2 separate regions of the Gossypium hirsutum genome follow, and region 1 is linked to region 2. The links are chromatin contacts, called in public Hi-C maps. All regions are on one chromosome and are shown on one strand. Each heading gives the region's core, a stretch centred on a gene start, on an enhancer-like site or on the middle of the called end of the contact. The rest is flanking DNA. Distances are from core to core; before and after follow the strand shown. Region 1 holds the start of LOC107948781. Region 2 has its middle 2.8 kb from the start of LOC121227934.

Region 1 (2,745 bases), core at 180-2,679, 150 kb after region 2:
ACTGCATGTTCCAGCTTCAGAATTCTTCTGCTGCAGATTTTTTAATTCATTCGTTTGTAAACTGCTGAGCTGAAACAATAAATTGGGAGGAAAAGCAAATTAGGATTCCAGAATCAGAAGCTTATACGAACTTAATATCGCGTTCGATATTCCTCTCTGCCTCTTTTTAACACATCTTGCTTCACTTGTTTTGCAACGCTTCCTTCCGACCACACAGCCCTTTATCATATGCAAGATACTATTCTAAGCAAATATATACATACGAGATACTGATTTTTAGATAACTAGTTATCATATTCAAGATATCTTAAAACCAATAGACTCAAAGATCTAGAACAGTTGCCATACCCTGTCTGAAGCTTCAGGTCTAGATCCATGGTGATCCTACAAATTACAGGAAACAACACAGATGACATTAGCATTTAGAAACAAGAAATTAAGACATGGCATTAACCTTTGATTCAAAAAATTATCATATTTGCATCAATCTTCATAAATAGGTCATTATATCTGAATATTGATGGAGCATGAAAAGAGTGGAAACCTCAAAATAACCAAACACTTGGGTACCTGGGCTGAAACACATTGATGCTCAAGTTGCCCATGGGGAAGCAGCAATTCTATTTTCTGTTTTAACCTACTATTCTCAGCATTTAACTGTTCATTTTCCTCTTTCAAGTGTTTAATCTCGGCAGCCTGTTCATCTGCTGTTATCTGCACTGCAAAATGTTAACATCAAAACAACAGAAATCATGGCAATCATAAAGTTCGACCATTTAGTTTACCTTGCGCTTTTGCCTATACTTGTAATCACTTAGTCTTTTGTTTTCTTTCCTTTGAGCTGGAGTAAGCTTAGCTCTACCGCCGCCGCCACCACCTGATGTGGTTGGTATGAAGCTTCTGATGTTTCACCTTGATTCAATCGTTGATGGTCTGATACAGAATCCGTGACTCCACCATTGATATCAGAGCCCTCCACTAACCCAAACTCAGTGCTAATCAGATCCCATCCATCTGCCATCCTTGAGCTAAAAAACGAAGTGGACCCATCTGATGAATAACCCTCCATTGGTTGATTAATTTGAACGCCCAAAACAACGCAACAATTCTTGAATATAACTGAAAAAAATTGCTCTTATGATAGTTTAACGTAAAATATTGAGGAAACCCAAGGGATGTTCCTTTCCAGCTAGAGCTGAAACCGGACTCGTCTTCTCATAAGCAAACGTGGATCTGATTGAGAAATTATCAATTGAGCTTTTCTACGGAATCATTCATGCTCTTAACTAATAAAATAATGTCAGCTTTTTCCATTATAATATTATTTATTAATTTGTATGTATTAGAGTTAGAAAGGTATTTTCTGCTTCAGCTCATGGTTCCATCTCGCCAGCACCAAAAATCGTCCGAGAATGTAAGAAAGAGCATACAGATATAATGTTTTATGCTGAAGGGATATGAACCCTATGATCCTGTCAGATTATGGTACGTGGAGAAACAGCTGTTCCTTTCTCGGCCGCCCTTATTTTCAAAGTAGGGTCCATTCCTTTTCTTTAACTTCTGTCGGGCGATTAATCGTGTTTCTTTTTAGTCAGCTATCCATTATTGCTAATATTCACTCATTCCTCATCGTAGAGGTCAGCATGGGTTGGGCCATACAGCACGGCCCAAAGTAAGTCCGAAACATGAAAGGATTTAAATAAAAATATAGACTCAAAAAATAAGATTTGATAAAAAAGTAAAACTCATTTAAAAAATAGGTCGGGCCTCAAATAAGGTATTTTTGGCCCTGGCCCAACCCAGCTCGGCCTGAATTCACTAAAAGAAATCTGATTTTTTTAATTTTATTTTTTTATTTTTTTCTTCGTATTTTGCTACAATTTTACTATTAAAACTTATTTTATTGTTAATTTTGTTATTATTTTAAAGACATTTGTTAATTTTGTTATTATTTTGGAGATATTTACTTGTTAACTTGCATCTATTTAGTATTATTTAAGTATACATATTTTTTAAAATTTATTTTCAATTTGTTGAGAAATATTTATTTTGATGTTTTTAGTATTTTTGATGTATTATATATATTTTAAAATTATATAAAAATAATATAAAAATTAATATGGACTGATCGGGTCGAGCCCAGGTTTTAGCATTTTATCCGTGTCAAGCTTGGGCAAAATTTTAGGTCTATTTTTTGAGCCTGGGCCTAGTAAATGGGCCGAAATTTTTAGTTGAGTTCGACTTGGCCCAGCCCATACTCACCTCTAATCACTGGTAGCAGAGATCAATGGGAAGTTAGAATATTTTGATCGTGGGTGAAATTTCGAAAAATTAAAATATTTAATTTTCTTTATATAAATTAATATATAATATAATTAAATGTAATAATACAATGAAATTATTAAAATAGTAACTAAATAAATATAAGTCTTAAAGCCAGGTCTTCTAATTAGGGACAACTAAAATTATTTATTTTTTTATGCATACTATTTTTATCACTTAATTTAAAAGAAAATCTCATTTCACACGGAATAAATTATAATTTCTTTCACAATTATAAAAGCTACTTAAATATTTTTTTGTGTCATGAGAATACAATACGTAAAACATAAGATAAACACAAACATAAGGTACACAAAATCACACAACAACAATATTTTTCAAACAGACAATCAATCCTAATTTCTTCAAAATTTTGTTTTAATGTTCTCTACAAAATATAAATCAATCAAGATATTAGTAATT
Region 2 (2,899 bases), core at 245-2,744:
TTGAAGAATTAAAGAGCAGGAACAAAAGAAGAAAAACAAGGCAAAAGCCAAAGTGGAATCACTAGGAGGGAAGAATGATGACATCACAATTGAGGGATTGAAAGAACCAAATAAAAAAAAAACAAAAAAGAAAAGGAATGTGGGAAATAAAAAAAATATTAAATCAAAATATTATTTGCTTTTAAAACAAAAACATAAATACTCAAGATACATTCCTAAAAGCAAGGTCTGCAATCTATACCCACAACTAATCAGATATTAACTAGAGTCTTTAATTTGACAAAACATATAATATTCCCACTTACTCGCAAAAATATTCAAATCCAAGACTTTAAAGACACACTCAAAGCACTGAGCCTCTAAAACAGATTCTTATTTTTTGACAAAATTTAATAAAATAAAAGTTAATAATTTTGGGGCATTACAGAATTAATAAGATTGGATTTTTACAGAGACTAAATATTAAATTCTAAAAAGCATAGGATTAATAGCATATTTTAACCAATTTATTATAATAAAAAAAATAAAAGAATATATAGTAATTAAAAATTTTATATTTTCTTATTTTTTTTAATGGATTATGAGGAGTAATGTGAAGAAAATTTAGGAGAAATTTCGAAAATTCGCTTCTTTGTATGTGTTTTAAAAGAAGACATTTATTTTGAAATTTCTTAGACTTGACACCAATGAATTTAATGTAGGAGGAGTGTGCGAGGGTTGAAACATATTAAAGCAGGCTCTCTGGGCTATTTTATCATTTCAACTTCCCTTATTCCGTCTTGCTATCATGAACTACAACACTTTCTTTCATCTTCTTTTAGCTTTATTCATACCATGTTCCGTACTTTGCTTGGCTACGACAGCCAGGAATCTCAATTCCGATCAGTTTACACTTCTGGAGTTTAAGGATCGCATTACCCGTCCTCAAAATATCTTGACGAACAATTGGACAGTCTCTACCTCCGTTTGCAACTGGATTGGTGTTGCTTGTGGCATCCTCCATAAAAGAGTTATAGCTTTGAATCTTACAAGCATGAATCTTAGGGGTACCATACCTCCACACCTTGGAAACCTTTCATTTCTACTTTCTCTCGACTTGAGTAGCAACAAATTCTATGGCCATCTGCCTAAAGAATTGTGCTAATTGCATCGTTTGAGAATCATTCGATTAAACTACAACGGTCTTAAAGGGAAAATTCCATCATGGCTTGGGAACTTACACAAAGTTCGAAGCCTGGAAATGGAAAATAATAACTTTACAGGCACAATCCCTCAAACACTTGTTAACATATCCAATCTAGAGATACTGAACTCGAGATTCAATCAATTATCTGGCCAGGTTCCTTCTTCCATCTTCAAGATTTCTTCTCTGAAGGTTATTGATCTCTCCAGCAGTAGACTTAATGATATGTGTCAACATCTTCCCAAGCTTGGAAGGCTTTACTTGAGTTGGAATGAATTATCTGGTAACATTCCATCAAGTATAGCAAATGCAACAGCCTTCAAATTTTGTCGTTGTCCATTAATCAATTTGTGGGGATCATTCCAAAAAGCATTGGAAATCTAACACGACTCGAACATTTATATTTGGGGTCAAATAATTTAGAAGGTACTGGATTTTTTTAATTTCTTTAATTTAAAGCATTTTTTTTATAGAAAAGCTTGATTTGTTGATAACAAAAGTGAGAGCTTTTTATTTGATTCAATGCAAAATAGTTAATTTGATAAAAAAATATATGCTTAAATATATTAAAATCTAATATCTCCAAATTACTGTAGAACAGAAAAGAAAACCTCTTTGACTTATGCTAACAAAATAGGTAGTTTAACACCTTAGATTTTTCAACTATGTCTGCAGGTAAGATACCATCAAGTATTGGTGAATGTTACAAGCTTCAGATTTTAAATTTAGCAGCAAATCAATTCACTGGGCTCATTCCAAAAAGTATTCTTAATTCAACTATGCTTCAAGAAATATATCTATCTAACAACAATTTAGGAGGTATGTTTTTCACTTCAATTTTTTTTCCGGAGTCCAAAAACCTTCTGTTTAATTTGTTTCTTCTATTTTTGCTCATATACTTTATAAGAATTGATTTATTTTAAAATTTATATGCATATACATTTATATACATAGATTCGAATACCATGCACATGATTATAAAATTTTAATTTTTTTAATTAGTTTTTAAATTATTCTAATTAGTTTTTTTAGTTTGTTATTACGTTAAACATAATTAAAATATATTAATTTATTTAATAGTTCAAATGTAATAATAAAATTTTAAGCCATAATTAAACATATGTATTATATTTAATATGTAATTAAAAAAGAACAACATTTTTCAAAATAAAAACTAATAAATATAATTAAAATATATCAATTATTTTTTGTTAATAAAAAATAGTGCTCATAGAAAATTCATGATCATCATTAAAGCATCTGTATAAAATGTAAAATTTGATATATTCACTATTTAATTTTATTTTTTTATATTTAATAAATTGATCATAAAAGTTTGAAATGATATATAATTAATATAAATATAATAGATTAGATAAATATATTATTTATAAAATTTATATATAAATTATAAAGTCGTTTGTTATATAAATAATTAAAATTTACTATTTAAAAATAAAGTACTCTTTTACTTAATGAGAACATGTATACTATTATTTAACCAAATTTTTATTTAAATTTTTATACATTTTAATACCTCCATGAATCATATATATTAATAATGTTATTGATTGAGATGGTGTCACAAATTAACTCGACACCAACTTAGGATTAACAACAACACCATGATAAATAATTACATTAATTTAATATTATTAATCTAATTTATTAATATGTTTAAATTTCATTTTATTTACAAATTAATTTACTTTTTTT

The links. A called contact is a pair of places that touch in the nucleus more often than the background predicts.
Region 1: a contact with region 2 is called in a Hi-C map of leaf, with 2.5 times the contacts expected there. The contact joins the promoter of LOC107948781 here to the enhancer-like site in region 2. A contact is called at or near these places in 10 of 34 Hi-C or Micro-C datasets (callus, leaf, petal and 1 more).

The regions. Positions count from the first base shown.
Region 1 is chrA04:9,610,296-9,613,040 of Gossypium_hirsutum_v2.1, forward strand. It overlaps LOC107948781, which reads right to left and starts at 1,430. Exons shown (of 6, transcript XM_016883425.2): 1 at 786-1,430; 2 at 571-714; 3 at 349-384; 4 at 1-69.
Region 2 is chrA04:9,464,622-9,467,520 of Gossypium_hirsutum_v2.1, forward strand. No RefSeq gene overlaps it. Among protein-coding and RNA genes, the nearest start is that of LOC121227934, 2.8 kb to the left of the region's middle. Within about 2 kb of position 1,495, at least 1 of the 9 cell types and tissues checked has an H3K27ac peak or open chromatin away from gene starts, as enhancers often do.